Linked DNA regions of Hordeum vulgare: all the other regions are linked to region 3. The links are chromatin contacts, called in public Hi-C maps. All regions are on one chromosome and are shown on one strand. The core of a region is the stretch at or near the end of the contact, and the rest is flanking DNA. Distances in the headings are between cores, read along the strand shown.

Evidence for each region. Hi-C and Micro-C count contacts between places; a contact is called where the count stands out from the background.
Region 1: a Hi-C map of seedling shows a contact between it and region 3, with 6 times the contacts expected there. The contact joins the promoter of LOC123437529 here to the enhancer-like site in region 3. A contact is called at or near these places in 2 of 6 Hi-C or Micro-C datasets (leaf and seedling).
Region 2: a contact with region 3 is called in a Hi-C map of seedling, with 6 times the contacts expected there. The contact joins two enhancer-like sites. A contact is called at or near these places in 5 of 6 Hi-C or Micro-C datasets (leaf and seedling).

What each region holds. Positions count from the first base shown.
Region 1 is chr1H:366,531,102-366,533,898 of MorexV3_pseudomolecules_assembly, reverse strand. It overlaps LOC123437529 (pentatricopeptide repeat-containing protein At3g02330, mitochondrial), which reads right to left and starts at 1,467. Exons shown (of 6, transcript XM_045115723.1): 1 at 1-1,467. The coding sequence starts at 1,328.
Region 2 is chr1H:366,671,874-366,674,573 of MorexV3_pseudomolecules_assembly, reverse strand. No RefSeq gene overlaps it. Among protein-coding and RNA genes, the nearest start is that of LOC123411208, 120 kb to the right of the region's middle. Within about 2 kb of position 1,388, at least 3 of the 3 cell types and tissues checked have open chromatin away from gene starts, as enhancers often do. A contact at or near this core is called in leaf and seedling, where this site is marked.
Region 3 is chr1H:367,009,615-367,012,314 of MorexV3_pseudomolecules_assembly, reverse strand. No RefSeq gene overlaps it. Among protein-coding and RNA genes, the nearest start is that of LOC123437615, 8.6 kb to the left of the region's middle. Within about 2 kb of position 1,439, at least 3 of the 3 cell types and tissues checked have open chromatin away from gene starts, as enhancers often do. A contact at or near this core is called in leaf and seedling, where this site is marked.

The DNA.
Region 1 (2,797 bases), core at 218-2,717, 480 kb after region 3:
CGTAGCATCTCATTAAAATGAACTACAGTGTCCTCATAGCGCCCATTTTGCTCAAGAGCGGCAATAATAGCATTCCAAGAGATTGAATCTCGTTCCTCCATATCCTGGAAGATAAAGTATGCTTCAACCAATGCTTTGCACTTCCCATACAGATCAAGAATTGCATTTCTGACACAGATATCCGTCTCAAAACCTGATTTCATTGCTAAGCAGTGGACTTGTAGCCCTTTTAAATACCCCTTAATCTCTGCACAGGCACTGAAGATGCCCGATAAACTGACTGCATCAAAACCAATGCCTGACCTGGTCATGAACTGAAACAGTTCCAAGGCCTCATTTGCAAGCCCAGCGCGCACAAGCCCAACCATCATGGCATTGCACGTTTGTACTGTATGGCTGGGCAACCCAAAGAATGCCCTTTTAGCATCCACCAAGCTATTAGCCTTAGCATAAACATCGACAATAGCTGTCCCAACAATACGGTCGGTATTGAAGTTATTCTTTATGGCATGTGCATGCAACTGCCTTCCAGTGCTCAGACATGATTTTGCTGCGCAGGATCTAAAGACACTGGCATAAGCCGGCTGGCTCACTCCCATCCCTGACCTCTGCATCTCCATGAACAGCTCCAATCCACGCGTGTACTGCTCATTGTGAACGCACCCAGCAAGGGCTGCACCCCACGAGACCCAGTTCCTCTCGGGCATTCCATAAAAGAAGAAGAACGCGTCATCCAAACTGCCGCACTTGCCATACATGTCCACGAGAGCACTCCCAGTCCGGACATCAATATCTAACCCTGCCTTCACCGCCAACGCATGGATTTGCACACCGAGTGCCAAGTCGTCCAGAGCACCGCACGACTTCAGAAGGACAGCGAACGTTGTCCGGTCGGAGGCAACACCAGAGCGAGCCATCTCCAGAAACAGGGCCACAGACTCGCCATACATGCCACGCTGACAATAGCTTGAGACGAGCGTGTTCCATGACACGACATCCGGATTTGGCATTGCATCGAACAGTGATACCGCGGTCGCGATGTCTCCGCAGTGCGAATACGCGGTGAGCATGGTGTTCCACGAGACGGTGTCCCTGTGGGGCATCGCGTCGAACACCCTGCGAGCGTACGCGGCGTCCGCGCAGCGGGCGTACATCTGCAGGAGGCAGTTCGAGACGAAGGCTGTCGGGACGAACCCGGACACGAGCATGCGCGCGTGAGCGGCTCGCCCGGCGTCGAGGGCAGCGCGGCCGCCGCGGGCGCAGAGCTGGAAGAGGTGGGAGAACGTGGAGTTGGCCGGAGCCGCCAACGCGGGAGGCGCCCGTGACATCGGGACTCGGGGAGAGCGCGGCGCGAGAGGTGGAGCTCATGTGCTAATGGCTGGAAGGGAGGCATCGGGTGGAGGAGTGGTGGAACCTTGGAAGCGGCCGTTGCCGCGCTGCGCCATTAACACGAACGAGGAGAAAGAGGCTGGTCGTGCCCGATTTTCTTCAACCACCACGGAACGCTTTTATCAGAGTAAGAGATGGACGTGATGTTTTTGCACGCTGAACAGTAAATTTCAAAAATAATATAAATAATTTAAAAAAAAATAAGAAAACTTTGACAAATGTTTTAAATGCTCGTGAAATTCGTGGCAAATAAAATAAAATCAAAACTTTAAAAATGCTACTTTCAAAAGCATTTTGAAGCAATACTTTTGTTTTTTTGCCATGACTTTAAAAATTGTGATTTCGTACTGAAATTTTGCAAGCTATTAAAACATTTATAAAAGTTTGGTGTAAAAGAATTTCAGATTATTTAAAACATTTTAAAATATCTTACAAATTTTCTGTTCATCCAAGCTCATTTGTATGCATTCCTTCATGAGCATCTTGTCTCCCAAAGCTCGGTTACCGGGAATGCATAGCTGGCCGACCGGCAATCCATGACTTTTTTGCTCGCCCCCTCTTCAGATTCATCGATGAGATGCAAGAACACTAGATTCTCGTCATGGTCGTCGAGAATAAAGTCTTCTATGTCCCAATTGTCGGAAGAAGACGATAAGGACGAGCTCCAATCCATCTACAAAATGTACAAAATTCGGCATGAGTTTGACCTAAACCTACTCCGCGGCAAAATCGAGCTCGAACCCGCAACAAATTCAGTCGAATATACCTTGCACGTCGGTCGAAGTTGTGCCGGACCGCCCCATTCTTCTTCATGCCAGCCATAGCTCCCTCGTGTCGCCTCCTTCTTCTTGCGCCCGCCCGAAGTCGACCCACCTTTTCCTTCCCCCCCTCCCCCAGCCGAAGCAGCGCCACATCGTCCTCTTCCCGCGCTCAGAATCGCCGGAACCGACCGGATTCAAAAGCTAGGAGCCCGCGCGCCGAGCTCCCAGGGGGATCTTGTTGGAAATATGCCCTAGAGGCAATAATAAAATGGTTATTATCATATTTCCTTGTTCATGATAATCGTCTATTGTTCATGCTATAATTGTATTAACAGGAAACAGTAATACATGTGTGAATAAATAGATCACAATGTGTCCCTAGCAAGCCTCTAGTTGGCTAGCTCGTTAGTCAATAGATGATCATGGTTTCCTGATCATGGACATTAGATGTCATTGATAACGGGATCACATCATTGGAAGAATGATGTGATGGACAAGACCCAATCCTAAGCATAGCACTAGATCGTATTTGTTCGTATGCTAAAGCTTTTCTAATGTCAAGTGTCTTTTCCTTCGACCGTGAGATTGTGCAACTCCCGGATACCATAGGAGTGCTTTGGGTGTATCAAACGTCACAACGTAACTGG
Region 2 (2,700 bases), core at 139-2,638, 340 kb after region 3:
GCATAAAAAAGTCACAGTTTAGAAAAAATACAAATTTGAGAAATGAGCGTCGATTGAAAAAAGCATGACATGGAAAAGAAGTTCACTAATTTGGAAAAAGGGTTACAGATTTTATTCATCTTCCAGAATTTGAAAAAGTTCACAAACACGGAGAATGTTCTTGACTCCGAAAAAAATCAAAAAATTTAATAATATTCGCGAATTTATAAAGGTTAGAAAATTTCAAAATCTTAAAAATTTGAAGAATGCTCTTAAATTTGGAAAAAAAGAAGAAGGAAAATAATAAATACTAAAACAGAAAAAAAAAACATGAAAACAGTGTCCCCAAACGGCAAAAGAAAAATGGGCAATCCTATTCGGCACGCAGGTCGCTGGTTAACGACCTGGTGTGTACCCCCGCCCCCGTTATGTACACACTAGCAAAATAGCCCGTGAGTTGTAACGGGAGAAAAAAATACCACACGTTTTTAATTTTTTTATAATTATTTTGATTTATTAAAATAATAAGCTAACAAACTAATGTAGTTAGTCCTATCCTATTTTGTTGAAAAATCAACTCGTCCATTGTTAATTCCACCATAATGAGAAATTGAAGCGCGGGTTGAATAACAAAAATTACAGGTTTTTTTTATAAAAATAACATGGTGGATTTTCCGACGGAAGCAATAGCCGCTTTATTATTAGGGGTATAGATTCCTGACCGGCCTACCAGTTCCTAGAATCTTTTCAGACTAGAGTTTTTCCTTTCGGATTATTTCTGTTTCTCATTTTCTTTATTTCCATTCTATTCCCGTATTTTGTTTTCAAATTCATGCAGTTTTTATTAAATAATACAAATACTGATTTCATGAATATTTTAATAAAAAAATGTTAACAATTCGCCAATTCACGAACACTTGTTTTTGAAATTTTAGAAAATCTTGAAACTCCTGAACATTTCTTTGAAAGAACGTTTTTTTTGAAATTTTGGAACAATTTTCGTAATTGTTAGAATATTTTTTAACTTTTATGAAATGCATGAACATAACTTCATCGTAACTCACTATATTGTTTTGAATTTTGTGAGTATTTGTTACAAATTTAGGAACCTTTTTTTTAATTCATTTTTATTTTCTAACAAACGAACGTTTTTTTAATCCACGAACATTTTATGTTTTCTAAACAAAATTATCATTATTCTCTTTTTTGAAATTTGGAACTTCTTTGAAATCCTGGATCATAATAAAGAACAAAAAACAACAACAAGAAATAGAAGAAAATACAAAAGGGAGAGAATAATACAAAATGGAAACATCTGGGTCCATCATGCCCGTGCATGGGCCATCAAATAGGGTTGCGCGAATGGGGTGCGTGCTGGCTCGATCGCCAGCACATATAGCACGCCAAATGAGGGGAGCTCCTATCAGCCGCAGGTTATCGCTCGCACGCGCAGGGGCGACGTAATGATGGGCCGGCCTATGATGAAAAACAGCAGTGCCCCTCCGAATCGATCCCGCAACCTCATAATTCAACCACGAGGCACTAGCCAATCCTCCACACAGCATCTACTCAACACTAGTAAGCTTGCACGTGCGTTGTCATGGAAGATATAAAACAATAATGACGATACCATTCAAATCATTGCACTATTCAATGTTTGATGTGTTTATTTTAGAGTATAAGATAATCTGATTAGTTTGATTATGGCGAATACATTATTTATTTAGACGTGTCATAGAAATGCAACAAGCTCTAAGTTTTATGAATAAAAAATTTGAATGACGAAATTCATAAACTGAAATTGAATAGAAAAACGTATGTGACAACTCTATTACTTTGATAATTCGTTTTCTTGTCCATGTCACAACATTTTATTTGCGTTGCCCACAAAAGCTTTATTTTGAAGCAGTCTATCACCTCGTGTAGTTGGCAGTGCACATCATTACGATTCCACGTACAGTTTAGGTACATCAGCCAACACATAAAAATTAGAGGCGCGTGCATGACGCGGGAAAGAAAAAATAGTTACTGAATTTTGCACTTTAGTTGAAAGAAAATAATTAGATATGAAATGACACCTATAAAATAATACTCCATCCTTCCTAATACTCCTCATTCCCAACATGTAAAGCGCGCTTGAATTGTTTGGTCTTTGTCGCACAACTTTGACAATCATTATCGATCATTGTATGTCTACAAAATTAGTTTCAATATATATATATATGCAATAAAGTAGTTTTGTAAAAAAAAATACAATAAAATTTATCCATGTTCAACCCATGTACGTTAATATATAAAAATGATCAAAGTCGCACGTTGAATCCCATGTAATTTCAGGGGTGTTATATTTCATGGAGGGAGTACCTAAAGCAAAAGTCTGCTTCATGTCTTCCTAGCTTTTGACTAAAACTAAAAGTGCGTGGCATCCCCTTGAAGCATGAATAATGAATTTTGACCAATAGAACCATATATCAAATCCTTCATACGCTTGGTTACAATTTACACAATACAACAATGACACACCTCGTTCAAGGTAGACGGTTTCTCTTTTGCAAAAAAATAAATTAAACATAGATGGTTTCTCCTTTACAATAGCAAATATAAGTAGAAGGCAAAGAAGTGTTATATTACTATCTCATGAATACTTACACCAGTGTGAAGTTATATTACTATCTCATGAATACTTACACCACTTGTTCACTAAATTGGAAAATGAAGAAG
Region 3 (2,700 bases), core at 190-2,689:
ATAATATCTTCTATCGCTCCGGAAAAGTAGGATCAGGAGGCGACGAGCGTTCCCTAACGCGCCGTCGGTGACACCACCGGTTCCCTCTCTCTCCGTCAGCCGCTTCGGCGGCCGGAGAGAGGGGGAACCTCGGGTCTGTTCGCTAGGTGGATGTGTGATAGGGTTAGGGTTGAGGGAGACGCTGCCGAGGCCGTTGCGATGGTGTCACGTCGAAATAAGCTTCTCCGGGCTCCGTTCGCGGTCAGACGAGGCTTTTGCCTTCGCCTAGGAGCCAGCGGGGTTGGGGATCCCCGGATCTCGTCGAGGTCGCGGGCTATGGTGGCTGGAGGTCCATTGGCACTGGCCGCTTGGGTCCTCAGATGGGCGATGGATGTTGGGAGACGAAGACACTTCTTCTTCCTTGTTGGTATGATTTGTTGCTGCTGTTCTTCTCCTTCCTCTGCGCTCATGCTGGTGGGAGATCCTGCTTTGTCCGGACGGATGGCCCGACCGCGGTGCTGGACCGGTCGGATGACTCGAGTTCTCTTCTTTCCGGAGGGAACACTTTTCGCGGTACTCAAAGCCAAAGATGGCGACGGCTGTTGCAGGTGTGTTGGATTGATGTCCATGCCCTCTCAGCGCTGGTGTCAAGAAAGGAGGAAGCAACATGGCGGCAATTGTACCGTGGTCGAAGATGATGACCTGCTTGCGACTGGTTGCAAATCCTTCTGCTGCAGGGGTCTTCTCTCAAGATTCAGGGATGAAGACACAGGGCTCCGGAGATCTTTTTGTTATGGTTGTCTTAGGTACTCTAGGTGTTCATGGTTTTCTGTGTTTGCGTTTCAGTATGCTTGTAAGGGTCAACTTCTTTGTACTGTTTCGTAATATGAATGATAAAATTCTAAAAAAAATGAGGTAAAACATTTTAAATAAACAAAACTAAAAGAAAAAAAATTGAATTATGATAAATAACAACATGCAATGCGTCACTTGTGAGCTGAAAAGTGAGCTGAACGGGTGATTTGGGATAAATAAGAACGGGTGATTTGGGATAAATAGGAATTGCCCGGTGTGCGCCCATGCCATCCCAATCGCCCGCAGTTCATCGTGACAGGGCCAAAAGAACCCCGATCCGATCCTGTCGTGTGAAGGACGACGACGATTTGAAAATACTGTGAGCAAACGAAATTATGAAGAGTAGTAACAGAGGAAAACCGAAGGCCAAGCTTCACGTCCAACTACCGATCTGAAGTACTTCCTTCGTCTCAAAATAAGTGTCTCAACTTTCTACTAGCTCTAGTACAAATTTATACTAAGCTTAAGACAGTTATTTTTGGACGGAGGGAGCAGTGGAGATCGTGCTCGCTCATCGTTGTCTTCCTCCCAGCAGCAACGGGTCCCGTGGTGGATGGCGGCGTTGATCACATGCGCGATGGGGGCTTACGATCGTGCGTAGCGGGCTCCAGGCCTGAAAAGACCCCGGGAGAAAAGGTCGAGAGCAACTTGCGATCTGGGCCCGTTCAACTCCAATGAGGGCCCAAAGCAGCCACAAAAGCGAGAATTATTTTACTCGTCATTTCTGCAAGTGGTTCTTCTCAAAATATAATTGCACTACAATCCACAGCAAGTGGGTTCAACTTTAATTATCTTTTTTGTGTCCTTTTCTCCCTCCTTTTTATCGCCTCCCCCATCACTGGCAACGAGATTTTTCTTGCACCCGCAAAAGGTTCAAGAAATCCGATACAAACCACCTCGGCGTGAATGCAAGCGAACTATATTACTACTAGATTCTATCGACCTTTTGGCACGCTCTGCTACCTTCTTCTTCTTCTTCGTGTGCGTCTTAATCAAGGGTTTCACTTCCCGATCCAATGCTTATATCCGCACGAGGGCTTTGGCACGCAGATTAAATCCATTCTCTAATGGTCTGGTACTCAAGCTCCATGCATGTGGCGCTGGCATGGATCACCCACATGGGCGAACCGGCCGCCATGGTCTACCATCCAATCCAACCACCAAAAAATTAAGTTATGCCAAGCATTAGGTCGAATAGGATTAGGTTTAACAACACGGGCTCCATCCCCATCCGGGTTCTGAATTTTCATAGGCTGCAGCCAGAAGCCCACAACTTATTCGGGGGCCATGCATGGATGGATGCGTCCCAATTAGGTAGTAGCTACGACCTCCAAATTATTTGTAGGCTGCATTGATGTGGTTCATGTGGACATGTCTATGCAAGCACGCCGACGACGCGATTGATCGAGCATTCGAGCTGCTTATTAATAACTGTACCGGATTAGTTTAGGGTCTAGGGTTGGCCGGAGACCCTACTGCTAAAGCGAGCAGCCACTTTTCTTGTCAAGTTGGCGTTCAGACGGACGATCGATCGAGCCCGGTGCCGGGCTGCTTTCGCCTTTTGAGCCAAATGTACGGCAGTCTTTCGCGGCGTACGACTCGAGCTGATGATTTCGTCCATCTTTCGCACAGGCTGCATATGTTTGGCAGTACTCTCCTTTTTTTTTGCGGGGTTTTGGCGGTACTCTCCTGCTGCATATGTGAAAACTACAGTTCGATGGATATTTGGTAGATGTGATGTGCCATAAGTTCTGTGGTTCACTGCCCTTTTGTTCTCTGTAATTCACACGCTGGGACTAGTTGTTGATTGGTTGGGGTAAGCTTTTAATGGGAGCATGCAGGGGCAGCTAGCTGCGTGTGGATGAA